Regions from separate parts of the Mus musculus genome. Here region 2 is linked to region 1. A link is a contact called in public ChIA-PET data. All regions are on one chromosome and are shown on one strand. The core of a region is the stretch at or near the end of the contact, and the rest is flanking DNA. Distances in the headings are between cores, read along the strand shown. Region 1 has its middle 3.4 kb from the start of Gm30212. Region 2 holds the start of Ap3m1 (adaptor-related protein complex 3, mu 1 subunit).

The links. ChIA-PET counts read pairs in DNA pulled down with a chosen protein or histone mark.
Region 2: an RNA polymerase II ChIA-PET map of memory CD8 T cells shows a contact between it and region 1, with 61 read pairs. The contact joins the promoter of Ap3m1 here to the enhancer-like site in region 1. A contact is called at or near these places in 1 of 39 promoter capture datasets (the C10 cell line), 1 of 15 datasets of contacts at CTCF or cohesin (large pre-B cells), 1 of 484 Hi-C or Micro-C datasets (muscle stem cells), 7 of 115 datasets of contacts at active chromatin or transcription factors (CD8 T cells, DN3 thymocytes, the HPC-7 cell line and 4 more) and 3 of 9 other capture datasets (adipose tissue, embryonic stem cells and liver).

Annotation. Positions count from the first base shown.
Region 1 is chr14:20,883,082-20,886,922 of GRCm38.p6, reverse strand. No RefSeq gene overlaps it. Among named protein-coding and RNA genes, the nearest start is that of Gm30212, 3.4 kb to the left of the region's middle. Within about 2 kb of position 2,047, at least 21 of the 459 cell types and tissues checked have an H3K27ac peak or open chromatin away from gene starts, as enhancers often do. A contact at or near this core is called in memory CD8 T cells, where this site is marked.
Region 2 is chr14:21,050,187-21,054,027 of GRCm38.p6, reverse strand. It overlaps Ap3m1 (adaptor-related protein complex 3, mu 1 subunit), which reads left to right and starts at 1,586. Exons shown (of 9, transcript NM_018829.4): 1 at 1,586-1,888. Adk (adenosine kinase) reads right to left here and starts at 1,454. Exons shown (of 11, transcript NM_134079.4): 1 at 1,328-1,454. The coding sequence starts at 1,389.

The DNA of each region.
Region 1 (3,841 bases), core at 798-3,297:
TGCTCTGACCTTCCTGGTGGATCTTCTTGCTTTCAGCTCTGCAGCATGTAAAAACAGCTTTTCTGATTTGGTGTGGTGTGGCGTTGTGTTTTGTTGTTTTGTTCCGCTTTGCTTTTTTTCCTCCTGTTTTTTCTTTCATTTTTAAAAAAAAAATACAGAGTCTTATGTGTCCTGGGCTAGCCCATAGAAGCGAGTCCTGGGCTAGCCCATAGAGGAAAGGGTGTTTTCACCTCCCAGCTGCTGAGATTACAGGCAGCTCAAACCAGCTTTTCAATATTTAATTTCCTGGCCCTTCAAGTCAACTACTGTTACAAGTTCCCTAGTTTTATCTACACTAATTTACAGATTATACCTCTTCAGAAAAACAAAAAACAAAAAACCCTTTTAAGCCAGACTCTACGCTTAGAGCATTAACTGCAAACGTGGTAACCAGCAGGGGGTCCCAGTGAGCCCAGAGGCCCTGCTGTTCAGAGAACAGTCTCCCACATGTGATGAGAACTGGGGTCCTTTGTTTCAGAATTACTATCTTGAGACTTCCTTTTCAAAAGTAGGGGTGTGTTCCACAGACCGAGTGACTCCCAGATACAGAGGTAAAGGGGTGCACTGCCACAAATGCTTTGGTAGAACCAGATGCGATGATCTCACCAGTAAGCCAGCGCAGGAGAGGCTCCGGGAGAAGATCAAACATTTGAAGCCAGCCTGAGCTCCATAGCAAGACCCCATCTTGAAATAAAACCAAAAAGCTTTGATGGAGGGTGGGGTAGAGTATGTCCTGGAAGAAGAGAAGCCAGAGACAAACTTTGCCTGCCTTGTAGTTTAGCCGAGTCTCCTGAACACCGAGGGTGGGTTATTTCTTTGTTTATACATTTATTTTGCAAGAGTCTCACTGTATAGCCCTCACTGGCCTCGAACTCACTATGCAAATCAGGCTGGCCTCAAACTCATTATCTGGCAGGATAATGATCTGAATGCCTCTGCCTCTCAAGTGCTAGGATTAAAGGCTTGTACCACCATGCCCATGTTGGACTATTGGGCTTCGTAAGAACTTGAGTTAACGGGACAATTCTGTTTATCCTGAGTCTTGAGCTTGTCTCTGCTCCTCATTTGGAAACTGAACATACCCCAGGAGAGCAGATCTGCCTCTTTTAAGGGAAGAGAATCACAGAAGAGTAAACTCAGGGTGGCGTGTGACTCAGGAACTAGTTGTGATGAGAAGCCAGTGGTACACACCCTCCTCACATGGCAGCTCTGCCTGCTGCCTTCCTCAAGAGGAACAAGAAGTGGATGCTCTATGTCTGAGGGGTTTTTTGCTTTGGTTTTTTTTTTTTTGTTTTGTTTTGTTTTGTTTTTTTGTTTTTTTCTTCCAATAGCTGCAGATACTGATGGCCTATTTTTGATCTGTTCCTGTCACTGTCTCCTCCGTGGAGGGGACAGTTGGCCCCACAGGTTGACCGCTGAGCTTGAGCCTCAGGCTGGCAGGGAGGCTGCAGCTCAAAACACCGGGGCACCCAGGGGAAACATTATCCTGCCAGAGCCGAACAAGGAACTGAGTGTTTAGAATAACTTCAAGAAAGTCGTGGGCGTTTCCTCTGTCAGGGAAACAAGAAACCACAGTGAGATAATGGATAGCTATATTCAGGTCACAGATTATCAGCTGCCACTGCTGCTTCCTGTTCAGAATTCGATGAAACTTTCTAGTCACTGAGCCTTGTGGGTACTGTGAGGGTGAGTGCTATAGGGCTTCAGAGTTCTGCCTGGGGCTCTGGCTTAGCCCAGAGGTGGGAACTGGGTCTTTTTGGGGGCTGGGTGGGGGGTGGACAAAGCTTCACATGTCAGTCCTTATTTGTTTGCTGTCTGTTTTGTTTTGTTTCTGAGGCATGGTCTTATGTAGGCTAAGCTGGATTCAGACTCTATGCACCAAGGATGGCCTTGAACTTCTGCTCCTTGTATATCTACCTCTTGAGTGCTGGAATTGCCTGTGTGCACCACCACAGCCAGTGTGTGCTGTGCTAGGGATAGAACTGACGACTTCCTACAAGTTAACCAAACCTCCTACCAGCTGAGCCACACCCCAAGCCCTGGGATCCAGTTCTTAAAAGAGAAGATGGTGGATAAGGGACCAAGAGCAAGGGTTATTTTTTTTTTTTTTTACTACGTTTACAGTATTTGTCAGGCTCTTGAGCTACGAGATTTCCGTGCATTCGCCTGGTTGATTCCAAAAACCACCTATGAGAAAGTAATGTCCATACGTGACAGTGCCACACCTGGGAACCAGACCGGGACTTTTCTATTTTCTCCCTCCTCTGTCCCCCCTTTTCTTCCTTCCTCTCCTCTTTCTTTCCTTCTTCCCTCTTCTTCTTCAACTTCTCTCTCTTTCTCTTTCTAATTTACATACATTTCTATCATTCCTTGGAGTTCTGTCATTCATACCTCTTTCCAGAAAATAGTTGCTGCTGCTCTGACTCCCAGACACACTAATTTTTAATATTTGTTTGTTTGTTTATTGGTTTTAGGAGACAGGATTTCTCACATAGTTCTGGCTGTCCTGGAACTCACCAAGTAAAGCAGTAGGGGTTCAAACTCAAAGATCCAGTGCCCCCCCCTCCTGAGTGGGATTAAAGGTGTGTGCCGCCACCACCACCTGGCAATAACCAAAGGTTTTGGCTTCTGTCCTCCAGTGTTGGTTTTTACTCATTCCTGAACTTCAGACCAGTATTCTTGTATCCAGCTTGATTTTCTTCACAAAGTCTATCTGAGATGTATATATAGTGTATGTACCACCATGTTGCTCCAATTTTACTACCAAGTAGCATTCCATTTTGTGAATTTACACTTCAGTTTATTTATCTAGTGGATTTGGATCCCCTGCCCCAGTTTTAGGTTATTTTGAATAACACTGCCATGAACAGTCTCCTTAGTTGGGGATATTTAACATTTTATTAAACACTGTAGTGTCAGAGATATGGGGGCCATCCCATACTCCCAGAAACCCTAGACCAGTGTTCTAGTTCTTTCACACTCTTGACAACACACAAAATTATTGTTCTGTTCATCTCAGCCGTTACAGTGAGTGCAAGAATTGGGTCTTTCTGATTCCAAAGCCTATGCAGCATTATAAAATCCTGGGGTGGAGCTCCTGCTGTATGTGTGGCTCTCTGTGGTGGAGGGGAATGAGAGAACAGAGAGATGCACTCCTGGCAGAAGGAATGGAAAGGGACTGCTTAAGACAGCTGGGTGCCAAGAAGCCAGCCTCCTCTATCATTTCTTGATTGGGTGCAACATGCCATTTTCTAGGAACAGCACTGCTGGAGAAAGCTCTCTTGTGGCTTCTGGTACAAAGGCATGCCAAGTGTGTGGCCAGTATGGTTAGAGCCTACTGTAGAGTCAGCCCTGTTCTTCCCTAAGAGCTTGAAGTGGTTCAGGCCAGAACATCAAAGGACCATCAAGGATGGGCCAGCCCCAAGAGGCACTGTGGTGCAAAGAGTAAAAACCTGACTGTCCTCCACTCTGGCCTTCTCTGTAAGTCTTACTATTGAGTGGAGGCAAAGACACCTGCCTGTATTCAATGCCACATAGGTCTCTTCAGGCTCAGTTCTGTTTCTAGGTGCCTACTCCCTCAGTAGACCCTCTCCCCATGCTCCATGTTCACCATGCTGACCTATTCGGTATTAACGACATCTCATGCTATAATAAGTGTCCCCATGGAAAGTACGTGCCCCATCGATGCCCTTTTTGTCAGTTGATCTGGTAGACTCCTCATCCCTCAAAACTCAGCTCAGGAAATATGTTTGTTGTGAAACCTTTTCTAGTCACTCAGTTGTTCTGCTGAAAGATGGATGAA
Region 2 (3,841 bases), core at 337-2,836, 170 kb before region 1:
AATATCCTCACCTGTAAAATAAGGTTAATCCCTGCATTTCTTTCATGGAGGCTTCTTTATACCGTTACTTCAGATGGTAAGCACTGTTAAAATGGATCATCATAATATATAAAGTATCATTTTTATTAAAAGAAAATCTAAGGAGACAGTATGCGTTTATTCAGTGGGCGGGGCCAGAGGACAACAGAAGAACAGAATAGGTTCACTCCGTCCACCACGTGTGTCCTGGAGTCTGACTGAACTCAGGTCATCCGACTTGGCAGCAAATGCCCTTATCTGCTGAGCCATCTCACTGACCCAGATAATCTAAAATTTAAAATAAAACATCCTCAGTTTTTTGGTTGTTTTTTTTTTAATGTTTTACGTTTGTGGTATTAGACATGCACAATAACCTTCTAAGAATAATAGGCACTAAATAAACCCACTAAAAGGGACCTGCTCAGACCCATTCCACCAAGAACATGATTTGGGACCCCCCAACTTTCCTTTTCAGTTGTGAATCAATTCTCCTTTTGAACATGGAAAAAATATGTTGAAATAAATGGAATTTGCCTTGTATAATCAGTAACAGGCCCACGGTTTTAAATCAGTTTGATGCGTCTATTTTTAGGTAGCAAAATCACTGCCTTCCAATGAGCACTTCAAAGTCATCAGACACTGAGCGCGCTGGACTTTATACTTATTAGGAAGAAATTTTTTTTAAAAAAACGAACGGCTTTTTGTAAATGAAAGTTGCAACATCAATTGTGCGTCAGGTGTTGGGAGAGAGAGCTCTCCGCTCCTGCCAAATATGCAAAGGGGAAAAAAAGAAAAACAAACAAAAACTTTCCTAACCTAAGCCTGAGGTTGCTTGGGGGTCCCATGAAGGGGGTCTCCAAAGATGATTTCAGAAAGCTGACGGAAAACTCAAAACGCTCTTCTGCAACGCCTTCTGAAGAATTCCAAGAATGTTATCTTTTACCAGGGTCCAGGAGGCGCCGGGCGCCTTCCCGCTAAATACCCTAGGAAAGGATGCAGCTCCAGATAGGTCCTTTGGGGTCGCGCTAGCGCGGCCCGCGAAGACAAGCACGTGGCGCCAGAGGAAGGCTCGGCCCCCGGGCCAGCAGCTCTGATTGGTCAGTGGCTGCCAGGGCCGAGAATGCACCTGAGCAGAGTCCAGAACAAGAGGGCACTGAGGGGAACAGCAGCTACGCGGGCAACTCCCCGAGCTGCAGGTCCAGCGCGTTGGCCCCACGAACGCAGCCACCAACCAGCTGCGCCAGCCCACGTGGGCCTTGGCTCACTGCGAGTGCCATCTCCCTCCTCCCCCACGTAGGGCAGCTCTCACCTCAGCGCTTGTGGCGCTTCCACCTTGAGCTTTTTGGGCTTGGGCTCGTCCGCAGCTGCCATCTTCACACTCTCACCGTAGTTTGGCTCTGCCGCGCGTCCCGCCCCTCAGTCCGGTGGCCCCGCCCCTCAGCTCGTCACCGCCCCCTTTCCACTAAGCCCCGCCTCTCCAAGCTCCGCCCAATCCGTGACTCTAGTCCATAACCATTGGCTCTACGCGCTTCCCTACAGGACCTCGATTACTACGGTAAGGGACCCCAAACGGAGTTAGGCTGCGGGTGAGCGCCTGCGCTCAGGGAGTGCCAACCTCCCCGTTCCTTCAGCCCCTGAGTAATGTGGAAGAGTCAGATCTTCAACCTCTGTAGACACCGAGCCTCTCACTGAACGCCGTTCCGCTCGTTGTGTCTATCTAGTCCAGCCGACCTCCTTGGTGCCTCTGCGGCTGCTAGTCAGGCAATCTGCTGGGCACTCCGAGCGCGGGGTCCTCGCGGCATTCTCTGCTGCTTCAGCTGCGGTGCAGAGAGGACCCGGCACCGAATCACTGAGTCGCCCAGGTGTCGGGGTGAGTGTGAGGGCGGGGAGTCTCCGGGCTGGAGACCTCTCCAAAGCCGGGGAGTAGACCGCATAGCTCCGGCTCGGGACTCTAGCCTGGGCTCCAGGAGCGTCCCCGCTGCTGTGCACCGGGGCCGCGCCTGCCCGGCACGTCCGGGCTTTCTAGCCAGCTGGGCCGGAAGGGAGCGGTGCACCTGCCACGTAGGGTTCTCGGACCCTGGACCCCAGGCACGGGAAATGTCATCTATAGTGAGGTGCAGTACCGACGACTTGAATTTGTAGGACCCCAGGTTTGGCCTTGGAGGGCAAGTCCCCTGAAGAAGCTAAGAACGCTCTCTTTATAGGGTGGCGCCTGCGTGAGCTGGCCTGGGATGGGGAAACAGTGAGTAGGGTGTTGCAGCTTCTCAGGAGACAGGTGACAGGGCTGTAAACTAAGAAGGTGGCCTGGAGAATGGAAACATAATGAGGGGTGGGCTGATTGGATGCAGTGGATTTGTTTGATATTGAAGCTTTAACTTCCTAGTTGAGAAGTTGAGTCACTGTAAAAATCCGGCGTTCTCGCGGGGAAAGAATTTTTTTTTTTTTTTTTTGGTGGCATTTGGGATTTTGACTTGAAAACACATTACACAGAAGAAAAGGAATTTTCTGCAGGCAAATATATAAATCCTTCCTCTGTATTGAAAGAAGAAAACGTGCCCCCCTTTTGAGAGAGTCCCACTGCTATTATCGTCTGTTTCTCAGTGTCTTCCTGGTTTTTAAACATTTTTTTTTTACATTTATTTGTTTGTTGTATGTGTGTTGCATGCCACAATATACATGTAGAATTCAGAGACCAACTTCTGGGCCACAATTCTCTCCTTCCACCATGAGGGTCTTAGTGCTCAAACTCAGGTCCTTAGGCTTGCTAGCAGACACCTTTTTTGATGAGCCATCTCAGTCTCCTTATCTTTGTTTTACCTACTTGCTGCTTTTAGCTAAGAACCACACTGCTATGCCGTTGCCAACATCCTACTGAGTTATCACTAAAATTACTTTAACCAACATCACCCATCACATCAAATATGACAATCATATATTCTCGGTATAGATTTAAAAAAAAAAGTCTTGGAGCTGGAGAGATGGCTTGTCAGTTAAGAGCACTAGATGCACTTTTGATGAACCAGGTTCAATTCCTGGCCCTCACACAGTGGCTGACAACTGTCTGTAACTCCAGTCCCACGGGGATCCTACTCCCCCTACTGGCCTTCTTGGGCACTGCACACTCAGTGTACAGATACATATGCAGACAGAGCACCCATACAAATACAATAAAAACTTAAAGAAAAAAAACAAAACTACTTGCGAATCAGAAAAGTTAACCCCCTTTTAATGCATAAGACATAGATATATTTTAAGTAGGCATGTGTTTTGGGGTTTTTTTTTTTTTTCTAATTTGTGTGGGAGATGCTGCAGAGAACCCAAGTTCAGGTCTTAACAACCAATAACTCCAGGGAATCTGATGTACTTTTCTGGCCTCTGCAAGTACCTGCACTCACATGACATATACAAACAGAAATACATACAAAATTAAAGTTTAAAAAACTTGGGTTGTGAGCTGCCTGAGATGGGTGCTAGGAACTGAACTCTGGTCCTCGGCCGAAGCAGTAGATGGTTTTAATCCCACCCCCTGTATCTCCAGCTTTAAGGGATCCACTGTCCGCTCCTGGTCCTCATGGACCTGCATTTACATGCACAAACCCACACTCAAATACACATAATACACATCTAAATTATTGAAAAAAAAAGTCTTATCAAACAGTCTGTAGGGAACAGTATGATTTGCTGAGGGTAAAAGACTGGAAATGTTAGATCATTGGTGGCCAGCAGTCATGGCATATGCCTTTAATCCCAGCACTTGGGTGGTAGAGGCAAGCAGACTCTTGTGTTAGAGGCCAGCCTGGTCTACAGAGTGAATTCCAGGACA